2 separate regions of the Zea mays genome follow, and region 1 is linked to region 2. A link is a contact called in public Hi-C data. All regions are on one chromosome and are shown on one strand. Each heading gives the region's core, a stretch centred on a gene start, on an enhancer-like site or on the middle of the called end of the contact. The rest is flanking DNA. Distances are from core to core; before and after follow the strand shown.

The links. Hi-C and Micro-C count contacts between places; a contact is called where the count stands out from the background.
Region 1: a contact with region 2 is called in a Hi-C map of tassel, with 2.9 times the contacts expected there. The contact joins the promoter of LOC100281826 here to the promoter of LOC100283616 in region 2. A contact is called at or near these places in 2 of 25 Hi-C or Micro-C datasets (ear and tassel).

Annotation. Positions count from the first base shown.
Region 1 is chr1:76,768,537-76,774,107 of Zm-B73-REFERENCE-NAM-5.0, forward strand. LOC100281826 (transcriptional regulatory protein algP) reads left to right here and starts at 3,463. Exons shown (of 2, transcript NM_001154746.2): 1 at 3,463-4,146; 2 at 4,335-4,673. The coding sequence starts at 3,556. The coding sequence ends at 4,421.
Region 2 is chr1:76,377,925-76,384,305 of Zm-B73-REFERENCE-NAM-5.0, forward strand. It overlaps LOC100283616, which reads left to right and starts at 3,029. Exons shown (of 3, transcript NM_001156517.2): 1 at 3,029-3,347; 2 at 4,573-4,861. The coding sequence starts at 4,607.

The DNA.
Region 1 (5,571 bases), core at 2,213-4,712, 390 kb after region 2:
AAAATGCCGAGGGAGTAAGCACAAAAGAGAGAAAGAAAGAAAGAAAGAAAGTGTGGTTGCTTATTCCAAGAGATGGAACTGGTTCTGTAACCCCGCAGTACGTTCTTCAGTTTCCCTGCTTTGCAGTCAATTTATCTTCTCTGATTCTGATTGCAGGGCGTTTGACATGACCGACGTTTTCAGATGCAAATGGAACAGCGGTTCCAAGTTATTGGGCGTAGCATTTGTTATTGGCACAACACACGTTCTTCTTCTCTGATTCCAGCGAGAGCAAATTTCCTACTCGCTGATTGACATCTACTCTAAGACTACTAGCATGCAATTTGCTACGCGGTAAACAAAAACAGACGAAGACAGTAGCTTGTCTGTCGAGATCAGATCGATGAGCATTTTCTCGTTGTCTAGGCTGATTGATCATTCTTTCCTTGATCACCTACCGTTCCGTTATTACATGTTCGTCTAGGCTGACAGTAACGGTGCAACCGCCTGTCGACAATTCTAGCGAGCCTTGCTTGTTTTTTTTTTCTTCTTCTTTTTGTCCCTTTTTTTTAACTTGTTTTCGCTTTCGGTCCACGTGGTAATGATGCATCTCATATAGTTAGCTTAGCTTTCTTCTTCTTTTTGTCCTCTAAATTAGCTAGCTTAGCTTTCATACGGCCTAACTAACTAACGCGGATTACTCCTATAGTTAAAGACTCGTGTAGCTACTAGCTTCATTGGTGCATTGACATTGAGCAAGTAGTTAATTAAGATCCTATTTGGAAGCACCCAGTTTTTAAGAAACTGGTTTATAAAAATTGAGATGATTCTAAACATACTAGTTTGTGACTCAGCTTATAGAAATTAGATCCTCAGTTTCTTAAAAATCAATAGGCTCCTAGATAAAAGATAAAAACTAGGTTGCTTCTAAATAGGGTCTAAGCAAAGCGGCAGAGAAGTGTGGCACGCATGCTGCCTAACCATCGTCAGCATCAAGCACCGACGGCAGGAATGGCAACCGCCGCTGGTACACGCTAAACTGTGCTACAATTCTTGAAAGCATGCATGATGTAGAATTGTTCAACAGAGAAGGCAGCCGCTGCAGTAGTTGTTGACTTGTTGTTATATATCGTGCTGATCCTGAACAGTGATGCTGATGCAGTCTGCGCGCTGAATTGCTATTCTGTTCGGCTGGCTTGAGCTGCTGCTGCCTCTACCAGCCTTAGGCGGGGTGGGACAGAGGAGGCTTCCTTCCAACGGCGTCCAGTCAAGACGCGCTCACCCTGTCGGCTCCAGGGTGGAGCTGTGCTCCCAGGTGCAGTCCAACGATGCACCCTGGAGAATGGAGGGGGCCGGGTGAATTTCTACCGTGGAGGCCTAGTTTGGGTAATCTATTAATGAAAAGGATTGGAGTGGATTAAGATGTATTATGAGAGTTTTTGATATATTGGAGATTTATACATTCTCCAATCCCTCTAAACACTTCAATACTAGAGTACTCAAACTAGACCGGAAGCGGGAGTTTAAATCTTCTCTGTTCAGTCAATTTAACTGTAAAATTAACTTATTTTAAGTTTAGATATCCAACAAATGTAATACAATACTATAAATATAGTAGTATCTTTCTAAACTTCAAAAACTGATGTATACAAATCAAATAGCTTAGTTAAAAGATAAAGGGGAGCCGAACAGAGAAAATGGTTGGAGAGAGAGAGAGAGAGTGAAATAGAGGATAATAGTTGAGGGGGTATATTTAAATATGAATGGAAAGTACGAATAGAGGGATTTGGGAGGGATAATGGTTGGAGTCAGCCTTATGCTCTTTTTAAGGTCGTGTTCCAAACCTCTAAAACTAATAGTTAGTACCTAAAATTAGGTGAGAGGTTTAAAACGAATCAACTAATAGACTAACTAATTTTTAGTTGAACCTCTCAAACCGATATTGGTTGTTAGCTGCTCCATCCTAGCTAACAACTTATTAGTGGACTAATAATTAGCTCTATAAGTTATGAATAGAGTCTAAACCTCTAAAGTTATAGTTAGTAACTAAAATTATCTGAGCGATCTAGAACGGGCGGCGACAAGATGGCCAAGATACACCAACTAATTGTTAGCCTCTCAAACAACTATTAATGGTTAGCCGCTTTATCTCAGCTAAAATTATGGTGTTATTTGGTTCATATATTTGTAATATGAACGATAACGTTAAACCATGTTTAAACTTGTTACCATTGGTAATTCAGTGTGAATCATTACCGTTGTCATTTACGTTACATTTCGTGAACCAAACGACATCTATAACTTATTATTAGATTAGGTGTAGAAGTCCGGACCTTAGGCATGAAACACTAATACTATATTTCGAATATGCTCTAAAGCTTAGCCCAATGTTGACGACGACACAAAAGGATGACAATGCGTTCAATCAAGCCACGTCGTTGACGTACACGCCGTTATGCGGGGTTGTATGCGTCGACAATCTTGGTAACAAAGGTCCTTTGTGGACGTGAGTGTTGTGCGTTATATTGGGCATATTGCCGTATCGTCGTCGTCGTGGCTACTCGGTCTAGTGTAGACGGCACAAGTCTAAAAATACCTTGGGTGTCAGGCTGTCCGCAGCGGGCGACTGCATGCCCGCGCTACCCGACTTAGCGTAAAAAAAATGCTGCAGCGCAGGACTCTACCCGATACTGCATGCTCTGCGTTACGCCATTTCTAGCGCTCTCTCTCACCTACGCCAAACAGAGGCAGTGCAGCTGCAGCAGCAGAGGTCCACAATCGCTATGAAGTGCACGCAAGCACAGTAGAAAAAATAATATAATATGTGGTAGTTGGTATAGGGTTGGAATATAAAGTAAACATGAGTGCGGAGGATTCTGGTATAGAGTAAAGAATTTTGCTGACCAGGATAGAATATTCTTTTTAGGGTAGAAATTTAGAGTAGTATGAGTGCCTACTCCCACGGTCCTACGTACGCGAACCACACCGACAGGCGAGTACGCGTACACTTGTGCAACAGCCTCCTGGATGCGACACCGTACCCGTCTCAGAAACCACCACACCAAGCGGCAATTACCAGCTGCGATCCATTCCTGGCAAGTGACGTTGATCGGCAGCACGGTGACGTGACGAAGGAAGGAAGGAAGGAAGCACACGCGGCAACGGCTCCGCGAGCCTGACGGACGCATGGAGCGGGCTCGGGCGCTCGGCGTGGCACACAGCCTGCTGGCCTTGCCGTCATTATTTCTTCGCGCAAACCCCGCCGACACTACGCAGCAACGGCTCCCGACACCACCGTACCGAGGCCTTGCCGTGACCTGACCTGACTGCCTCCGCTCCGCGCGCACCTACCGCCCCAACGGCACGCTGCGACCCTGCGACCCTGCGACGTCCGTCCGCCGGCCGGGCCCGTCGCGCTAGCGTAGCGCTCCTTCTCCTTCGAGTGTCCGCCTATTTAACCCGCCCGCCACGCCTCGCCGTGCCACTTCGATTCGCTCCCACGCACACACACTCCTGCCTGCGGTTGCCACTCGCGTAGCACCAGACAGCGGCAGCAGCACGCGCGCGACGTTCGCAATGGCGGCGCGGGCAACCGTCGTCCTCTGCGCCGCGTTCCTCGTCCTGCTCTCCGCCACCAGCTCCCTCGCGCAGTCCCCCGCGGCCGCGCCGGCTAAGGCGCCGCCCAAGTCCTCCTCCAAGGCCACGCCGGCCGCCGCGCCCGCGCCCAAGTCCTCCTCCAAGGCCAGCCCATTGGCGCCGGCCGCCGCGCCAACCACCCCGGCACCCGCGGCGGCGCCGGCCACGCCAAAGCCCAAGGCCCCCGCGCCCGCGCCCGCCACCAAGGCCGCAGCCCCGGCCCCGGCTACCCCTGCTCCCGTCGCCACTCCCCCCGCGGCGACGCCTCCCGCCGCCGAGGCGCCCGTGCCCGCCGCGGCGCCGGCCCCCGAGACCAAGCCCGTCGAGGCCCCCGCCCCCGCCCCCGCGCCGGCCAAGAAGAAGAAGCCGTCGTCCCCCTCCTCCAAGGACAAGAAGAAGAAGAAGGGCGCGTCCGCCCCTGCCCCGGCCGCCGACGCCCCCGTCGCCAAGAAGCCCAGAACCGCCGACGCGCCCACGTCCGCAGCCGAGGCTCCCGGGCCCAGCGGCGACGCCGCCGCTGCCGACACCGCGGTACGCTTGCTCGCCACATTTTACAGTACTACCGTTCCTCGACCTCAATTACATTGATGTGGTGTGGCGAACATAAATTACCCTGCTCTTCTGTTTATCAGCTGTGGCAGGGAGAGAAAAAAGAACGGTTTACTGACTTGCTTAACGCTGTGAAATGAAAAAAAAAACTGTTTGTGTTTCCCGTGCAGAGGGCCGCAGCGAGGAGGACACCGGCGGGCGTGATCGCGTCGTCGGCCGTCGCGGTGCTGCTGGGTGCGGCGGCCCTGCTCGCCTAGATAAGATCCCCGGATGCCACCATCACAGGATTTGATGCCCTTTTCCTGCTTTTACTTTTTCTTTCGCTATTTTGTGGAAAAAAGGGGTTTTCTTCTGTGTAGTAGAGTAGTACCGTAGCAGTAGACTAGTAGGGCGGATGATTTCTTCTGCTTCCAGAGATGATACGAGAGAGAGAGTGGTTAGAGTAGAGAGGGGACTGCCCGTGTAATGTTCAGATTTATCTACATATTTATATATCCCTGTTATAGCTCCGTTCCCGCGTAACTTACACATCGTTTATTACTTGCGAAAACATGTCAGTGCACATTAGTCTCTTGTGCACGTATATTGCACAACAACTAACAAAGTTCATAAAAAAATTCATACATATTCTCATCCAATTATATAAAAAATTTTAAATTCAAATTCATATTATATAAAGAGTAATAAAGAAGATAAAATTTCTGATAAGTTTAAATTAGAAAATCGTCTAAAATATTCTCTATTTTAGTATAATGAATTTGAACTTGCACTTTTGTATATAATTAGAGTAGGGTAGAAATGTATGAAACATTTTTAGAACTTTTTATGTGCAACCTATGTGCGCAAAAAGCTCATGTGCACCGAATATGTTCCTGTTGAGCACCAAAAGTGGCGGATGATCCGACCCTTGGGGCCTATACAGTCCGCGTGCCCCGCAATTAGATTAACTCGGGTGTTTATCCTTATTTTGTGCGTGGTTATCCATCTAATCACGTGGGAGTTGTTGGCCTCTAGGAATAGACCCAGACCTCCTCCCCTATAAATATAAAGGGGTACGGTCGATTGAGAACCCCCGAACACATTTCAATCGAACCAATTACTTTATTTACATTTCCTGCTCTAGGAGTATAGCCTTCTGCATAACCACCTCCACCCCTATTCGACTCTACGTCGTCTAGATCCGTCCTGGGGTGGTCTGTCGACCCCCAGACGACCCTATGATCTTTACCCCTCCTGAGGGGCAAGATCTACTTCGTCTACTTCAATCAAGATCTATTCCTCGAATTGATCTCTTAATTTTTAGGCGACTCTACGTCGTCCGGAGACGCTCCGGGTGACCTGCTGACCCGGAGCACCATAAAGTCTCTCCCCCAGGGGACGAGATCTAGGTCATACGAGGAGAAGAAG
Region 2 (6,381 bases), core at 1,779-4,278:
GCTAGAAATAATGATTATGCCCAATCATTGGCCTTCTTTGAAAGCAGATTAACCGAAGCAAGGCTTCCATAGGGTTTACATCAGGTAATTGATCTCATCTACTAAACCATTTCCATGCTCAACATTGAAATCAATGAGGATGTGACCTTTTAGTGATTTCAAAAGACAAATCACACCAAGTTAATGTGTATACCCATTCATGAATCCTTTTGCTAAAGATCGACCGATGTAACATATGCTTATTAGCATCAGCATAGCAAACCACCCATGTGTTAGCTAGATAGCAAGTAATGTCTTAACTTACTTGGCATGGTATGGTGTGGCGAATTAGTGGTCGCAGTGCAGCCTTGCTATGTTTTTCCACTCACATTAGATAGAAGCTGAACAAGCTATTGTTATGATGAGAGTTTCAGAATTTATTTAGAAGCTAAACAAATTGTTGTTACACTGAAAGTTTTTGAATTAATTTAGAGATATTCATTCAGAGATATACATAGGAGTTTTAGAAGTTTCAAAAGCTGCTCGGGTGAGGGAATGACCGTCAAATTTTTGGGTGTCATTGACGTAACTACTCAACCTCTTCCTCCATCGATCAAGACGGTTGCATCTCCTTTCTAGTGCACCACTCTATTATTCGGTACCACTAAGTTTCTGCACTGCATCGTTCAGAACAACTACATCAATCGATAGTATATCAGCTCTAATGTATGGTTCTTGTTTCCAATAGTTCTCAATTGTGTTCCTCTCTACTATTTTCATAGTAAACATGCTAAGTTCACACATGCACCTTTATATTGTCACCAATAAATGTATTTCATTTTTCTAGGTTAAAATACAACTTAAAATACCTAACTATTTAACTTAATGTATGTCTATATGTATTAAAAAAGTTTGCGTTTAACAAAATATAGAGTTTGACTCCAAGATATATTAAATTATATGTGTGATTTGAAATTATGAGCTATGCTTATATGACTTAGAACAACTTACATCTAGCAATAAAAAATAACGCTACTTCTTTAAAGCACGAGTTTTGTACGTCATATGTCATACGTTATGCGTGGAGCGCATAGTGTAGATTTGTTTTTCGTCCGCACGTTTGGTCTAACAACCAGACCCTTACGTCCTAGATGGGCCGTGAGAAAACACCAAAGCCCAATATAACATGAAGCCACACGTAGCGTAGCACTTCTAGATAGTACCATCTCACTAACTGAAGGAGGACGAACGACCAAGCGAGCTATAAAAAGAGGCATGTATCATTTTTAACTCATACCTTTCTCGATCTTTTGGTTAAGATAAAGTACAATATTTGTTGTTAAATATATGTTATGTACTATATGTTCACTTTAATTTTAAATTTATTTTCGGTAAGGAGGGTGCACTTTAACTTTAAATTTATTTTTTGTGGAAAGAGTCTATCATCAATATAATTGTTGTACCCAACACTTGAGCATTGTACTATTCTCTACTATACTTAAAGCACCAGTTTCAACGGTCGTCCTGCGTCATATTTTTACAAAAAAAGACCTATATTTTTTTCCAAATCAATTCAGCGTAAAATGTTAAAAATCGGTGAAGGAGGTGAGGTTTTAACCCACACACTGATGGAAAAGGGTGGGATACAATGGACAAAGCTGTCTAACCAGTAGAACACTATGCTCAAATATTTATAATATTGAATATAAATTGTATATATGTATATATGATTTTTTGTAAAACAAAAAAATAATTGTATCGGGCCGGGCTAGCACTACGGGCCGAGGTTACGGCCTAAGCACCGCACGACGCTCGTGACGGGTTGGCCCAGACACTATTAAATGGGTCGTACCTTGGGACGGCTCGCCAGACATGGCCCATTTGGCCATCTATACATCCGCACGATAATGACGATCCTCGCCTCAGTTGCCACCACCTGTTCGCCATTCTACTTCTTTTCTCTCTCCCCTCATGCCTTCACCTCCGCGCCACCCCATTCTCGGCAGAGGGCGTAGGAGCAGGTGTTTCCTCCCCGTATTCGTCCGACACCAGCCCCGACACTGACTTGCGCAGTGGCTATTGCATGTCCACGAGGATGTTTCACATCATACACACACCATCGTTTTCGCCGTCGTCGGACGTCCCGTTCGTCTTCCTGGCCTTCGTCCTGTTCTTCCTCCCCAACCTGCTGCCCCCGCCCACGGTCGCAGTCGCGAGCCGACCGATGATCATCGACGCGGGTACGGGGCGAGTTGGTCATGCTCCTAACCTTTTTCCGTGTGTGTCGTCGAGGAGGATATGGTGGCGCCTGCCACACTTAGGTTATCTTGGCGACGAGGAGTCCAGGTCTGAGATATTGGACAACTAAGTTCCGTAGCGTGGCAGCAATCGACATATGCTACAGAGTTGGTGGTGGTGTTGTGTCACTTCGGCGGATTCAGGGCTGACAAGATACTCGCATTCTCTCGCCCTTCTCGAACTGACGCCTGGTGCGGGTACCTCTCGGTTTGGAGCTGCTCCGGCTTGGCTTCTTTCTCCGCTTGCGTGCTCTCTCCCTATATATCTAGCAGTATACTACCTTTGTCGCCTCTAGATGCCCAGGTCTTTGTCGTGTCCTTCTCCGGCAATAAACAGGTATGCCCGCCTCTTCCTTTCCACTCGTGCTCTACGAAACCTTGGAAGTGGGGAAGGCGAGAGATATGGGGGTTTCTAATTTGCTGCCTATGGTACATGTGCGTTAATAAAAAACATTATGCGAAGAACGGAGACAATTAATAAAAAATCTTGAGATCTTTTTGGTGGATAATTTACATGATTATTTTGTGAGCCGTCGAAACGCATAGTTAACCAACTAGTATTTATTAATGGAGTTCTATTTAGCGAACGCATTTGCTAAGTATAGAATTCAATATTGTGTTGTATTTCATTCGTTATAGCCCACCAGTAGGAAAAAAAGGTCCTTAGGCCTGTTTGATTGTGCCTTCACTGGAGCTGCGTGGCCCAGATAACAATCCCAGGCGACAAATTTTGGGTTTCTGGGAGGCCACCCGACACCCTTCCTCTCGTCGCCCACGGCCCACCTCACAGTCACGGACGCCTTCGCGGTGAGCCGCGACGGCTCCCTAACGTAAACGCCGGCGGCGCGCGCGGAAAGCTGCACGGCAGCACGGGCGCGGCCTCGTCTCCGCGCCTGGGCTGCAAGGGCGGCGGCTCGGCGCGGTGGGAGGCGGGGGGCGGCCATCCGGTCAGGTCCAGCCCAGGACTCCAGGTGACCAGGTCGGCAGGTCCGCGCTCCGCAACGGTTCTGGCGTTCTGCGGCTGAGTACAGACGACAGAGGAATTGGGGATTTACATTAGCGATTTACAAGGTGCGTTGTTCACTTGTTCTGTTGTTTATGCAGATGCAATTTGCAACTAGAAGTTTAGAACCTATAGATTCGTTTTTTCCCCTTCTGTGGGAGTGGGAATACCCAAGGTTAAAATCCTGGCTCTGCACTGTGTGCTCTGTGCCCTTGTCTGTATGATAAATGAATTTGGAGACAAGGACAAGTGTTCAGTGCACGAGCTATGTGAGGAATGCGTTCAACTCGTAGACATTTGCTGTCTATTTAGGAAATTATAGTTGAACAATAGATTTGGACACTACTAAAGTGGAACGGATTTGGCTCTGACTGGTTCATTAAATATAATATAGTACGTGCATTCTGTTCTTCCCTTTATTACTTTATATAATTCGGTTCGTGTGTTCAGAGGTTTTGGAAACTATAATGCCTAAGTACATCAAGTTCTACTTATAATCTAGTGGCTAGATTTTTCATTACAGTTAATATGCCTTATACCATTGATCCAGTGAACTAGTCGAATGCTGTTTATTTCCCTTTTTGTGTACCTCGAATATATGATCTGTGTATTGGGCTGTTTCATAAACATGTAGCTGATAGCACTAATATTTGATTGATATCTGTGTTAAATTACTGTGTATCTAAAATCACTCATCATTCTAAAAATAAGGCCATGGCAGAATGAGTGTGGATGTACACTGGCTCCCTCTAATGATTTGATAGAAAACACTGGTTGGTTGGTTTTGCAATTAGTTTGTCTAGGCCAAAACCCAATCAGCTCCATGAGCTGAGGTTGAATGTGTGGAAGAATAGCCGTGGGCAGCATGGGCCTAACTTCTTTGATTGGTTCACAAAACAAGTAATGTTTCTGCATACTCTTAATTTCGCGTTAACTTAATGTAGCAATCTGAATACTCCTAAAGCAACCTGTCATTACTGCTATGAACTTTTCAGTGCTTGCAGATTTCTTGATAAAATGATGCTTCAAATATCATTTGGTTTTTGCAACATGGTGACCAGCTAACGGGGTTTTGATGTAAATGGGTATAGATTTTGTTCAGAGGAGCATTAGAGACTGAAATATAGGCTAACCATGGTTAATAGCGGTGTTTGTGTACTTTGTATTGATGAAAACGACATGAGTTTCCACTACAACCAGCTCCTCCCCACTGCCATAGCAACTTGAAGTCTGAAATCTGAATGTGTATATAAACACTAAAATTCATATCCATTATCATTTATTCATGTGCAGGCAACTTGGAAGACAAGCAGGGTTTCATCCCGCAATGTCAGCTCCCAACAGCGATAGCAACATGCAGCAGCTAGTCCCTATAGCACCACCAGGAAAGGCTTCTGGTGGTGACAGTGAGAAGGGGCTGGTTGTGGTGGATCTTGCAGGTAAGAGATCAGGAGGTGTAAAACTACGAGAGGATGAGGAAGACCTGGAGGTGAAGCTCAGGCGCATCATGGAGAATGTCCCTGTGCGTGTCAGTAACACATCAGGGTCCTCTGCTGGCTCTGGCTCTGGTGATTTCCACCAGGTACTCCCCTTCTCTCCGTTCATATGTGTGTGGATACACCAGTTTGGACTTCCTGTGAAGATCTTGGTTTGATGAAAAATTTGCTTGTTCCATTTGATTTTTTTTCGGTTGCAGTAATCATCCCTTGCTTTATAGAAGCTATGATGTGATTTATTTGTCAATTAACACCCGGATGAATTATATTGCTAGGAATGAAAAATGTTGATTTTATTTACCCTCACTTAAAATTAGCTGATTAAACTACTTAACCCTTTTGTTACAAAATTCAATCTCAGCAAATACCTAGGCAGTAAAGACTTACAATCATGTTGTTGGGATGTTGAAAAATACTGATGCTTTACATGCATGGCTATGCTCATATAACATGGCTTTACTTTTTCCCCTGATTCTAAAGATTGTAGGTCACTAGGTTGTCTAATTATAAGGGTATATATTCAGCATTACTATGAAAAATGAAGAGAATGTCGTATTTTGACTTCAATCATTGGACCAATCAGTTGGGCCTTATAATGCTGATAAAAATGTGTTTTTGTTCTGGGAGGAATAACCAAGGTTGATTGGGAAAATGATTAGATGAAAGGCAAGGTGGATACTTGTGGACACTCGGTTTGCCTTTTCAAGTTTTAATATGTCAAAATATCCACAAGACTAGAATTTCACCTGGAAAAGATTTAGTGTTTTCACGGTGCTTTGTGCTTACAGCTATTTCCTGTAAATTTTGAACCTGAATAGAATTAATTAATATTAGTGTCAAGGTAAACAGAAGACTACATCTATAATTCCTCCTGGAAATGATTTTGTAATTCCACATGTGCTATGAGCATTAAGGGCATTTCCTGTATATTTGGGTCATGAAATGAGTTAAGTTACAGTAATTGAATTAACCAACTAGTCGTTCATCTGGGCCTCAAGCTGCTATTTTCTCAGGAAAAAACATAGCAATCTCCCTTGGTTGTATATACTGTATGTCTGTAACATTGTGAGGACGATTGTGGTTACTATAATTTGCTAATTTCAGTAAGGTTTTGCTGTTTATAGCTCCAAAAATATATGCTTTGAACTCGCTTTTGTATGGAAAGGACTAAATGCTTCTGATCAATTAATGCTTAAATGTTCTATCATAACTGATGCTGTATTTAGCTTTACTTTGAGCAAAAACATCCTGTCAAAATGTTGAAGCCTTGCTGTTGACAACTAGCTCCACATGTTCTCTTTTCTTTTCCTGTGAAAACAGAGATTTGCGCTTTCGTTTCATAAGACGAGATAGCTGCATATGTTGGTCGTTAAAGTAGCACAGATTATCTGTTTGATATATGTCTTTCAAAAGAAGGGTCCTGATGATTCTTGAATGATTAACAGAGTTTTTTGTCTACAGTACCAAAATCTATTCAAAAATAATATTTTAGCTAATATTACAAGCAATGATGAATGATCCATGTAGAGTATGTGTCAATTCTTGGTTCACATGATTGTTGTAGTGTGACTGGACTGCTATCCATTGAATGCAAACCTGCTATTGT